Regions from separate parts of the Sus scrofa genome. Here region 1 is linked to region 2. The links are chromatin contacts, called in public promoter capture Hi-C maps. All regions are on one chromosome and are shown on one strand. The core of a region is the stretch at or near the end of the contact, and the rest is flanking DNA. Distances in the headings are between cores, read along the strand shown.

What was found. Promoter capture Hi-C pulls out the DNA fragments that hold promoters and counts their contacts.
Region 1: a contact with region 2 is called in a promoter capture Hi-C map of liver, with 6 times the contacts expected there. The contact joins the promoter of KYAT1 here to the promoter of TRUB2 in region 2. A contact is called at or near these places in 1 of 5 promoter capture datasets (liver) and 1 of 47 Hi-C or Micro-C datasets (liver).

The regions. Positions count from the first base shown.
Region 1 is chr1:269,205,364-269,211,692 of Sscrofa11.1, reverse strand. It overlaps KYAT1 (kynurenine--oxoglutarate transaminase 1), which reads left to right and starts at 2,140. Exons shown (of 13, transcript XR_002337758.1): 1 at 2,140-2,271. LRRC8A (volume-regulated anion channel subunit LRRC8A) reads right to left here and starts at 2,033. Exons shown (of 4, transcript XM_001928850.6): 1 at 1,920-2,033.
Region 2 is chr1:268,753,509-268,759,752 of Sscrofa11.1, reverse strand. It overlaps TRUB2 (probable tRNA pseudouridine synthase 2), which reads left to right and starts at 1,982. Exons shown (of 9, transcript XM_021069594.1): 1 at 1,982-2,445; 2 at 3,029-3,347; 3 at 3,722-3,853. The coding sequence starts at 3,185. COQ4 (ubiquinone biosynthesis protein COQ4 homolog, mitochondrial) reads right to left here and starts at 3,063. Exons shown (of 7, transcript XM_001928334.4): 1 at 2,711-3,063; 2 at 2,503-2,634; 3 at 1,077-1,173; 4 at 175-277. The coding sequence starts at 2,780.

The sequences.
Region 1 (6,329 bases), core at 891-3,390, 450 kb before region 2:
ATCAACGTTCTCCTGCCTGCCTCTCCTCCCAGACCGTGGCCAGTGACTCTGTTCTCCTAGTACCACTGCCGGCCCAGGCCAGGCCCTTACCAAAGGATGGCTGAGGGAATGAATGAATGAGTCAAGGGACAGAACGATGCTGTGCTGGGCTTTAGGGCCCCACCTCCAATCTAGCTGACGCCCCACGAGGTCTCAGACCATCAGCCTGGAAAAATCCATCACCTCCACTCTCGGGAGAGGGCGTCAGGAACCAGGCTGATTCTTTTCCTCCACCTCCTAGAGGCGAGGTCCAGACCAAGCCAGGCAGCAACCCAAGGTCCGGCCGAGTTCTGACCTGAGTCCTGACCTACAGGGGCAGTCCACCCCACGCCCCACCCCCACCCCAGTCCAGAAAGGCCACTGAAAGTGTGCAGAGGAAACGGCTTCCTAGTAGGTGTGTCCCGGGGATGGAGCATCTGGGGGAAGTCATGAACATTTCTCGGGCCCTTGCTCTGTGGCCCACAGCCCCTGGAAGGCGAGGGGCATTCAAGCTAACCCCAAAGAATGGCTAAAACTGGGAGACAGGGAGGCAGCGGTCAGTATTCCTACCCCAGCACCTCTCCAAAAGCCAGTCCTCTGGCACCAGTCAGCTGTCCTTCCCTCCCCTTGTGAGCCAGAAGAAAACGTGACCTTCATGGAAGCAATGCCAGTGTGACTGGGCCACAGGCACTGCCCAGTTCCTCTGAACAAACTCCCACTGCCCCGTCCCTCCACAGGAAGGATCACAGCATCGGACCTCCTCCTCCTGCCTCCAGTCTGTCTGTCTGCCAGACGGTCTGCTCAGAGGGCAGGATACAGTTTGGCAGGGGTAAAAAGCACTCGTAATGGAAAAGGTGGGAGAGGCCTTTGGGAGCTTTTCAGCTGTCCCAGCCTTCCTCTGTAGTTGAGATCCAAATTCCCCTTCCCTCATCAAGCTCTCTCCCTCTTCATCCTCAAAAGGTTCCTGGGGGGTAGGGAAGCCTCCATCAAGGAGGAGTGTGGTCACCAAGGGCTGCCCCCCTCTCCAGCCAAATCTCCAGCAGGAGGAGGTTGCCAGACACCCCCCAACCACCACTCCTTCTTCCCAAAAAAGGCAGCAGTTGCATCAGCTAAGAACCAGCTCAATCTTGGTTCACTCCAGTCCAGACCAGGGGAAAGAAGCAGTCTACAAAAGGAGCAGAATCATCATGAACCTCAAATGCCGGCAGCTCAGCTCCTTCACCTTGGGAGCCAACTTTGCTGGACCTCCAGCCTGGACCTCATCAGACCTGGCTCTCCCGCCCATCTGGATGCACAGGACATCTGTAGGGTCCAGAGCCTCGGACCCTGGACCAGGTTTCCCAGGAATCTCAGTCCAGAGAGCCCCCAAGAACCTAGCCAGGGATCTGCCCCAGATCAGGGCACAGTTCCCGCCGGATCAAGGAGAGGGAGGGGTCCAGGAAAGAGGGGGGTGTCAGAAGCCCAGGAGAAGGGGCTTTTTTGAAAACGAAAAAAAAAAAAAAAACTACCAAGAAGAGATCCCAGAGGTGGAACCTCTAGGAAGGGGGTATGTGTGTGTGGAGGGGTGAGGATCTGGGGGAACCCAGGGGATGACAAGGGGACCTGGGGGAGCCGAGGCGGAAACTCCCGGTATGTAGAGCGCAAGGAGGCACTGGGGTGCCTGGGAGGGGGCTCGCGCGCCGCGGCACCGCGGAGAGGGTGGGGGCCCCAGCGACCCCGGGGATGGGGAACCCGGAGGAAGGCCGAACTGAGCTGCGGCAGGAGGCCTCCAGGGAGCCGGCCCCGGCGGGCAGAACCCGACCTGTCCAGGGCGCCCGGGGCCGGACAGCTGGCCGGGGACGTATAGGAGTGGATTTCGAGAGGTGACAGCTCGTGCCCCCTTCCCCTCCCCACTCTCTTACCTGAGCCCGCCGCGCCCGGCCGCCCAGCCGGCAGCTCCGAGCCCCCGCCTCGCCGTCCCGCCGCCGGCTGCAGCGCCCCTCCGGCGCCTCCTTTTGTTTGTCCCTCACTGCACCACTCAGCCTCCTCCGCCCCGGAAGTGACGTCACCGTCGGGCGCGAACGCGGCGGCCAGGGTGTTGCCATCTTTTTGAGGGGCGCAGTCTCCAAGCCTTCACCTCCTCCTCCTCTCCCTGCTGGCGCCATGTTGCTTTGGGGCGGAAGTAGCGGAGCCGGGGTTCGGCCCCCTTAAAGGGACAGGGACTGCTGTAACCTTGCCGGCTTGGGGACGAAGGGTGAAGCGGCCGAGGCGGGGGTGAGTAGCTGCTGCCTGAGCGTTGCTGCCCCGAAGTCAGGTGGCGTGGCGGGAGGGCCTGGTAACTGGTTCCGAGCTCGATTGTGCCAGACCCCTCGCTTCGTTTGCGCTGAAAGGTTGACCCAGCCGGGAGCCGTTGCGCGCGCTTCTCGCTGACCCGCACTCGGACACAGGGACCTTCCGGGCTGATCCTCTCTGCACCCCCATCCCCCACTCCCCCACCCCCAGCAGTCGGTGGGGAAGAGAGAACCCAATGCAACTGGACGAAATCTGAGCAGAGCCGGGTCTGGAACGGGGTGCCGGACTCCAGCTCTATGGATCCCGAGCCCTCGGAGTATCCAGATTGATAATAGTAACGGCAACCACGTTAAGACAGAATCCGTACATTGAAAGACAGTGCCTCCACTAAAAAGAAAAATGTTCAATACGCACTAATATGGGACGACTTCCAAGATAACTTAGATGGGAAAAGGAAGGAGCGAAAAGAACAGCGTTAATCATACTACCGATTGTTTTGAAAGAACGTGTTGTGGGGAGGGGTACGGGTGTCTGCGGGTGTGTGAACCAGCCGCCTTGTCAAATAAATGCGAGAGAAGTTGTTCACTGGGGTGGCCTCGAACAGGAGAACCGGGATCCTGGGGATCTGGACATGGGGGAAGAATTTACTACCGAGTGCACAGGTTGGTTAAAAATAAAGTGGGAAGATGAGAATAATGACCGGTTCTGGTTTATCTAGGGCTGACAGGTGCGTGCTTTCAGCTCTCCTGCTGGAAGGTCTTGTATTTCCCCATTACGGGAGGAACCAGGCTGAGAAATTAGGGACCTTAGTAATGTCGCATAGCCAGGAAATGAAAAAGCTGGAATTTGAGCCCTGGAGGAGTTTACACTAATGCCATCATTCTTGCTTATCCCCCTCTTGAGAAGCCTTTTTGTTTGTTTGTTTGTTTTTGTTTTGTTATCAACCACACAATTCACTTGGAACCTGACACACAGCAGAATCCAGTAACTGTTTATTGGCTGGAATGGTCAGGAGACAACCATAGTGTAGAATGAAGAGAAGCGCGCTTTGGAGCCCAGAACCCAATCTGGAGCCCAAGACTTGCTTCTTCCAGCCTTGAGACTCTGGACCAGGCACATACCTCCCAGAGCCTCCATGTCCCCTCCTGTAGAACTAACTACAATGACTGACGCTGAGTGCTCCCACCTGGCCTGCTTTACATGCCAATTAGCCCCATTTTACAGATCAGTAAGTGCAGAGAAGTGAAGAAAGTTGCCCACCACAACATTGTAAATCAACTATACTTCAATTTTTTTTAAAGTTGCCCAGGAGCTCTCTGGTGACACAGCAGGTTAAGGATCTGGTGTTATCATTCCTGTGGCTCTGGTTACTGCTGTGGCTTGGGTTTGATCCCTGGCCTGGGAACTTCTTTTTTTGCGGGGAGGGGGGAGCACTCTTGCAGCATATGGAGGTTCCCAGGCTAGGGGTTGAATCAGAGCTGCAGCTGCCAGCCTAACCACAGCCACAGCCATGCCAGATCCCAGCCACCTCTGCAACTTACGCCACAACTCACGGCCATGCCGGATCCTTAACCCACAGAGAGAGGCCAGCGATGGAACCCACCTCCTCATGGATACTAGTCACATTTTAACCCTCTGAGCCACAGCAGGAACTCCCTGGCCTGGGTACTTCTGCATGCTGGGTACTTCTGCATGTTATAAATAAATAACAGAGAGTTAGCAATGAGAAATCTTTCCCTCTGATGTCCCCCTCCCATTCCTTTGGCCCCTAGAGTGGCATCCAGCTTGCTGACGCAGACACTCTGCCCATGGAGCAAAGGTGTCAATATGGCAAAGTCCCAGGGTTATCAGATTGCCTGTGTGCTGGGACATCTAGCTGAGTGTGATCCCCCCATTTCTGTAGCCAGGAGGCCAAAGTCACTCCTGACCTAACAGACGTGGGGCCACATCCCACTCCCAGATGGCACTGCCAGCTTCCTGAAATATTTCCCAAATGCTCATCTCACTCCCTCATTCTTGTACCAGAGAGTGGTACAAGCTTTGGCTTCACAGCTGGGGGCCCTTCTCTGCTTTCCTAGGCCTTGGATTTTGGGGTAAGTCCTTTCCCCATCTGAGACTCAGTTCCTCCATCTGTAAAACTGACAGGACTCTCTCTCATCCTGGCATGAAACCTAGATGCATTCATTACTTTTTTCTGCCATGTGTAAAACTGCCCTACAGAGTGAGATTTTGATTTTGGAGCTTGATCCCATGCCAGGAGGAGGAAGGAGTGGGCTGCCTACTGGAATCTCATTTGAGATCCCTACCCACCAAACCTGTGCCCTGGGCTCCAGAAGCCATTTCTCCTTTGCCAGTTTGAAAGCCAAGAGGAACTATGTGTAAGTCAGTGAACTTGTTATAGTTCCTCAGACAGGCTGTCACCTCCCTTAGGGGAGAACCATTGACTGGACAAGTGTTGGGGCTTTTTGCCCAAGCTCTCAGCATGTGAAAGTTCCTGGTCCAGGGATCGAACCCACGCCACAGCAACAACCCAAGCCACTGCAGTGACAACACCAGATCCTTAACCCTCTGAGCCACAAGACAACTTCCAGATTTGACAAGTTTTCACCAGACACTTGTCCTACAGGGAGTCTGTGTTTTTAGATCCCAAAGAAACAGACAAAAAAATCAGGATTCATTATCTGCGAGAGATTTTTTTGTTCTGTTTGGTTAACTGATTTTTATGGAAAGCTTTAGAGGTTTCCATGTTAATAGCTTATTGTCACTGAAAGATTAAGTGGGCCAGGATCTGTGCTAAATGCTTTTGGGGGGGTGATTGCATTATTATTGTCCCCATTGTACAGATGAGAAAGCTGAGCCTGGTATGACACAACCAAGGTCCTGTCGCTAGTTCAGAGTGGAACTGGGACGTTTTATCTAAGTTATAAATCCAGGCTTTCATCATCTGTGGCTGCTGGCGTAACAGACTGGTCTTACCTGGTCCGCCCTCCCTAGGCTCCTATTCTAAAAGTGCCATGGATTGTGTTTTCTCAGTAAGTGGGGGGGGGCACCTACAGCATCTTTCCAGCACCATATAGACCTGCCCAGTAAAGAACTGACTCAGGAGAGTTCCCTGGTGGCTCAGCGGGTTAAGCATCTGTGGAGCAAGTTTGAACCTTGGCCCTGAACTTCTGAGTACTGCAGGCACAGCCAGAAAAGAAAGAAAAACTGACTCAAGCCAAATACCAAGTGTGCCTCTATTTTTTTTTTTTTAATTCTGTTTGCCTGCACCCACAGCATGTGGAAGTTCTTGGGCCAGGGATCGAACCTGTGCCACAGCAGCGACCGGAGCCACAGCAGTGACAATGCTGGATCCTTAGCTGGCTATGCCACCAGGGAACTCCAAATGCGCCTAGTAACACCTAGTATCCTTACCACACAGAACTGGCTGAGGTGATGGGGGGCCAGGCTGCAGAGCCAAAATCCTCTTGCTTGTCCTTGCAAGCCACCAGGCAGGGTGGCAGCTGGATAAGGTGTGGCTCCTGTCGGAAAAGGCTGATGGTCTCCTGCGGGCAGCGGAGCTGATAGAGGCAGCAGCACCCACCTCCTGAAAGAAGGATTTCGAGAGGAAGGGTTTGGACTCTGGAAACAGGCAAACCAGGATTTGAATCCCAGCTCTCAGCTGAGTGAGCTTTATTCATTCTCCTCTGGAGCAAAATAGGGACGGTGACACCTTCCTGGAGGCTTCCTGTGAAGATGAAAGGGTTCCGCGCAGAGACCAGGCGCATCGTAGGTGCTCTGAGTGCAGAGAAGGGTGCAGGCCAAACACAGAAGGCTTCAGAGAAGAGGCCAAGCCAGGGCTCAGCCCTGCCGGGGGATGGGATTGGAGGGCACTGCCAGGCAGAGCACAGCTTGAGCAGAGATGGACAACGTCTAGTCAAAAGCAAAGGATTGGAGTTCCTGTTGTGGCGCAGCGGAAACGAATCTGACTAGGAACCGTGAGGTTACAGGTTTGATCCCTGGCCCCGCTCAGTGGCTTAAGGATCCGGCGTTGCCACAAG
Region 2 (6,244 bases), core at 733-3,232:
CTTGGAGCAGGCGCATTGCCTGTCCCAGAGAAAATGACAAAACCTTGGCCCAAGAGACTGCAAGGCACTTCTGCCCATGGCAGCAGCCCAAGGCCCCTTCCTTGGGACATCATTTTGGTGCCATTCCTCTGCCCTTTCCAGTGACTGCCAAACACGCAGAAGCTGGAAACTCACATTCACATCCAGGAAACGGAGATACTCGCAGCCAAAGGAGCCCTCAGGCAGGCTTCGGAGCTTCTCCAGGTCAAGGGTGGACATCGAGATCCGGGGACGCTCCCTGTGAGGCAGAAGGCAGGACTCAGGTATTGGGTTTTTTTTTGTTTTTTTTTTTGCTTTTTAGGGCTGCACTGGAGGCATATGGAGGTTCCCAGGCTAAGGGTTGAATTGGAATCAGAGCTGCAGCTGCCAGCCTACATCACAGCCACAGCCATGAGGGATCCGAGGCATATCTGAAGCTACACCACAGCTCATGGCAACGCTGGATCCTTAACCCACTGAGCAAGGGCAGGGATCAAACCCGAAACCCCATGGACACTAGTCAGGGTCATTACTGCTGAGCCACACGGGAACTCCAGGACTCAGGCGTTGGGAGGGCACCAGCAGGGGCAGGTGAAAGGTCTGGTGAGAGATGAAGGGACAGAGGGCAGCAATGGGACCACACGTCCTAATGGAGCACCTACTACTGACCAGGCCGGTGGCCGGGACGGGGGAAGACTACCACGAGCTAAGGCCATGGTTCCTGCTGGGGGGCACAAGGCAGCTAAAGAGGCCTCAGATGGGATCAGGGTATTCACAAAAGGCACTGAGGGAGGGGATGGCGGGCAGTATGTGTTAACAGACCTCCGTGAAGGCACAAGAGCCCTGTTGCTGGAACTAGGCTGAGGCCATCGTATTGCATCACCCAAGGGTCAACACAGTGTCTATGTGAGTGGTGCCTATGGATTCGGGCAGTGCCCACGGCCACCACTCACGGCCAGGGTATCAAGAAGAGCTCCCCAGAGGAACACAATGCAAGTCCAGACAGACGGGAAGCGCCAAAGAATGCCCTCAATCCCCCAGGCAGAGCTGGGACCTACTGCAGGATCTGGGCACCCTCTGGATCCCTCTTCATCTGGTCCCTGAGGAACTTCAGGGTTCGGCGTCCTGTGGTCTCTCCTAGAACTGCAACCATGTCTGAAAGGAAAGAAATGGGGACACGTGGAGGATGTGATCTTCGGTGGATCGCCTGACCTGGTCTGAGCCTCAATTTCCTACATGAGCAAACAGAATATCTACCTCTAAGTTATAAAGATTCAAGTTAAACATGTAGTGAAGCGCTGGGCACACAGTAAAAGCTCAATATAGTTATGACTGTTATTCATCTGATGGGGGAGGTGGCTCTGGTGAGCACAGTGCTCTGACAAATTTATGAATCACTTTCACATCCATCATTACAACAGAATATCATGTCTCCACGGACAGGGGCCGACTTTGGTATCACAGAGTGCTAGGTTCGACCCCAGCTACAATCACTGTCTAGAGGACCTTGTGCAAACTGCTTCACATTTTTGACCCTCAGTGTCCTAACTTGGAAGTGCAGATAACATCTTTCTTATAGGGTCAATATGAAAAATCAAGAACATCACGTATATAAAACACTGAGCAATGAGCAACCAAAATAAGGGCTTAATGAGCAATTACCATTTTTTTTTTTTTTTTTTTTTTTTTTTTAGGGCCATACCCACAGCATATGGAGGGTCCCAGGCTAGGGGCTGAATTGGAGCCACAGCTGCTGGCCTACACCACAGCTCACAGCAATGCGGGATCCTTAACCCACTGAGCAAGGTCAGGGATCGAACCTGCGTCCTCATGGATCCTAGTCAGATTCGTTACCGCCGTTAACCGCTGAGACACAACGGGAACTCCCAGCATTATTGTTTTTACTAGCAGGAGTAACAGAATTTTCCAGACTTAGAAATCCTGGAGGGGATGAGAAAGGCAGTGTAGGATCCAAGAATGTTCTAGTCAAATGTCTAGCAAGCACTTACGGAGCATTTATTATGTCCCGTGCCCTATCCAAAATGCTACCACTCCAGTGGAGCAGGGTAGTTATGGTTCCCGACCTCATAAAGTTTAATTTCTAAAGGGACGTTATACTTTTACGGGCATAAATCATCTAGCCCAGAGATCCTCAGTGTGGCTGGATGACAGAATCTCCCGGGAAGCAGTTTAAAAAGGCAGAGGCTCAGATTCCACGCCCCTTCCTGCCTCCCTTCCCCACTCCCACAAGATTCGAATTGAGTAAGTTTTAGGGTGGGATCCAGGCATCCGCATTTTATGAATACTGCAAGTGACTGTGAGGTGCAGCTTGGTCTGGGTACCCTGGCCTTGTCTTGTTTCCAGTTACCCAAAGGAAACGGAGGTTTTGACAGTGGCAGGGACCTCCCCGGGACTTCCAAGGCAAGGGTGAGCCTCCCCCCTCCCCCGCCCTCCCAAGAGAACGCCAGGCGCGGGCAGCCTTACCGTGGCGATAAGGGTCGTAGAGGGCCATTACGGCAGAGCCCGCGGCCAACAGCGCCTTCTGCAGCAGGGAAGTGGGGATGTGTTCGGGGTAGAGGAGGCCGGTGCCATGGCTCGTGGCACGAAGGGGCACATCTGCGAGGCAAGAAAAAGGCCGCGCGGTCAAAAGAGCCGGGGGACGCCAGCACGCCGACCAGCCCCCGCCACTTGCCTGCAGCCGGCTGCCCGCGGCCTTGGAAGGCGCGGAGGGGGCGCAGGGCCCCGCGCAGCAGCGTCGCCATGGCAGCGGGTACAGTCGGACGTCCGCGGGAGGATGGGAAGGGCAAGGCCAATGCCCCAGACTTCCCCGACGACGGCGCGCCGGAGAAGTCAAAAGGGCTCGATTCCTACGGCGCGGAGTAGGGTTTTTTTTTGCGGGAGGGGGGAAAGAGCACGGACAGGAAAGGTCTCTATCTCTAAGTATGAAGAAACCCAGGCAATCTAATTCCAAGGATATAAAATTCTCCCCATTTCACCTTGCCCCCCAAAGTGTCTCTAAGGAAGCCCGCCTGGCTTTGGGGTTCAGTGTCGGACCGTACTTTGTTCACCGCAGCACGTTTTCCCCGAGGACAGAAAGACGAGAACCTCTTCCGGCTGCGAAACATGGCAGCGTCCTCTGGAAGGACTCTATTTGGGGAGGGACCATATGGCATTTCCGCCGGGTGCCGCTGTCCTGCGAGCCCCAGACGCGGGCTCCGGGATGGGGTCAGCCGGCCTGGCGCGGCTGCATGGGCTCTTTGCCGCCTACAAGCCCCCGGGGCTAAAATGGAAGCATCTACGGGATACGGTGGAGCTGCAGCTTTTGAAAGGTGAGTGCATCGAGCCAGTCTTAACGATCCCCTTCCCATTTCCCTCGGAGTCTATTTCCGCTTCTGATCCTTGCGGGTAAAGTCAGTCATGTGACCTCGTCGCCTGGGCGGCTGCCTTTTCCTGATCGTCTGTCGTATGCACTCTGTTTGTTGTTCCTCTCTTTCCCCGGTGTTCAGATGGGTAAACAGACTCTATTTTTAGTTGTCATAAGTAGTAGAGTCAATATTTGACTCCAATTCTTGTTCCTAATTGCTACTGATCTCTGCACCCGTGGACTTGGAACTGTCTTATGCATCCCCGTGTTTTCCTGTCCCGCCCACCCCTGGGTGTCCACACGGAATTGATGAGATGCTATTTACATGTGTGTGCTCAGGTCTCAATGCTGGGAAGCCTCCTGCTCCTGAACAGCGTGTTCGCTTCCTGCTGGGTCCGGTGGAAGGCAGTGAAGAGAAGGAGCTGACCCTCACAGCCACCACTGTGCCCTCCCTCATCAACCATCCTCTGGGTAAAGCACATTTAGGAAGGGGCCTGGGTGTCACTTCCCAGGAAATCCCTGCTCAGAATCAGTGTCCTAGCCAGTGCTCAGACTCTTACTGTCCCGAACCAGTGTAGGGTGGCAGTGGGGATGAAGTATTTGACCAGAGATTGGCAAAGTTTCCTAAAAAGGGCCAGATAGTCAATATTTTAGGCTTTGCAGGTTCACCTCTGCCATTGTAGTGCAGAAGTAGCTATAGATAGTATGTAAAGCAGCGAGCCTGAGTGTATTCCAAATAAAGCTTTACTTATGGACACAGACATTTTCTTTTTAATTAAATTTTTTTTTTTCCTGCTTTTTAGAGCCACACCTGCAGCATCTGGAAGCTCCCAGACTAGGGGGTGAATTGGAGCTTCAGCTGCCCGCCTATGCCATAGCCCCAGCAATGCCAGATCTGAGCTGTGTCTGTGACCTACATCACAGCTTACAGCAACTCCGGATCCCTTAATCCACTGAGCAGAGTCAGGGATTGAACCCACATCCACATGGATGCTAGTCAGTTTTGTCAGCATTGAGCCACAGGGGGACTCCCTTCTTGGTTTTTTGTTTGTTTGTTTGTTTGTTTTGAATCATTGAAAAATGTAAAAACCGGTTTAAATGGTAGGCCGTGAAAACCCCAGGACTGGGGATGTGACCTGTGGACTGTAGCTTGCTGGCCCCTTTGTTATCCTGGGACTCCAGGTAGGGATCGAGGCCCTCAGGTAGAACTCCTGTGCAGGGCGTTTTGGGCTCCTGTGAAAGAGTGACATTTTAGTCAATATAGCTGCCCAACAGTAGAACTAGTTCTGAAAATGAACCCCCCCCCCGCTCCACTAGGTGTGATTCAGGCATGCATTGGGAAGGCTAAGGAACTTGACCAGGGACCTCTAGGACCCTTGGACAGAAATATAGTCACTCCACAGTATAATAACAATAAGTATGATGGGTCGAGGACTTATTTTGTATTATACTGTGTTAAGCTTTTCCCAACTACTGCCTTACTGAATCCTAGGAGATGGGGTCTAGTCCCGTTGCACAAATGAGAAAACTGAGGCTCCATGGGAATTTTTTGCTTGCTTGCTTGTTTGTTTTGGCCATGCCCCAGGCATGTGGAAGTTCCCAGGGCAGGGGTCAAACCCGCACCACAGCTATAACTGGAGCCACAGCAGTGACAACACCAGATCCTTAACCCACTGAGCCATGAGGGAACTCTGGGCTCTGTGTTGACATTATGTCATGTACCCTGGATTTGGTAGGCTCCTTTTTTTTTTTTTTTTTTTTTTCCCCCTTTGCTTTTTAGGGCTACACTTGCAGCATATGGACGTTCCCAGGCTAGGGGTCTAATTGGAGCTACAGCTGCCGGCCTACACCTCAGCCATAGCAACAGGATCCCCAGCTGCATTTGCAGCCTACACTACAGCTCACGGCAACGCCTGATCCTTAACCCACTGAGTGAGGCCAGGGATTGAACCTGCAACCTCATGGCTCCTAGTCAGATTTGTTTCTGCTTCGCCACAACGAGAACTCCCTTGGTAGCTTGGTAGGTTCTTAAGCACCCCTTCTTCTCACTTCCTTTTTTTTTTTTTTTTTTGCTTTTTTTTAGGGCCACACTCACAGGATGTGGAGGTTCCCAGGCTAGGGGTCTAATCAGAGCCACAGCTGCCGGCCTATGCCACAGACACAGCAACACAGGATCTGCTCCATGTCTGCCACCTACACCACAGCTCTCAGCAGTGCCAGATCCTTGACCCACTGAACAAGGCCAGGGACTGAACCTGCCTAGTTGGATTTGTTTCCACTGCGCCACGACCGGGAACTCCTCCTTACTTCAGCTTGATCTACCAAAGTATAAAACCTTCTAGCTCTTTCCTGCATTCATTCTTTTTTTTTTTCTTACAGCTTTATTGAGATAAAATTGATACAAAAAAGTATTATGTACTTAACATAATCATATGATCGGTGGCCATTCATTCTTTCAACAGTTATTTCCCAAGCTGTCAGTGAATTCTGGGTCAGGGAATCAGAACTGTGAATACAGAGACCCAGGCCCTGCCCAAAGGGGCTCACAGCCTCCATTATCTCCTTGGGATGGTGGTCAGGCCCCCTTCCTGCAGGAGCTGGGTGGGGAACCCCACAGGCTTGATTCAGGTGTCTTACTCAGTCCACTCAGAGCCTCTCACTGGGGGGAGTGGCGAAGGCAGAGAGTAACAGGCCTCTTGGGTTGCCTTTTTCTGGGCCCAGGAAACTGAGGAAACAGCTTGGGGCTCCAGATTCCATGGTGGGGAAGTCCGAAAGTTCAGCCTGACCCTGGTTTGGGCTCCATGAGGCTACACGCTAGGAGTGAGGCGCCACGTAGCCCAGACCCATCCTGGAGGCTGGACT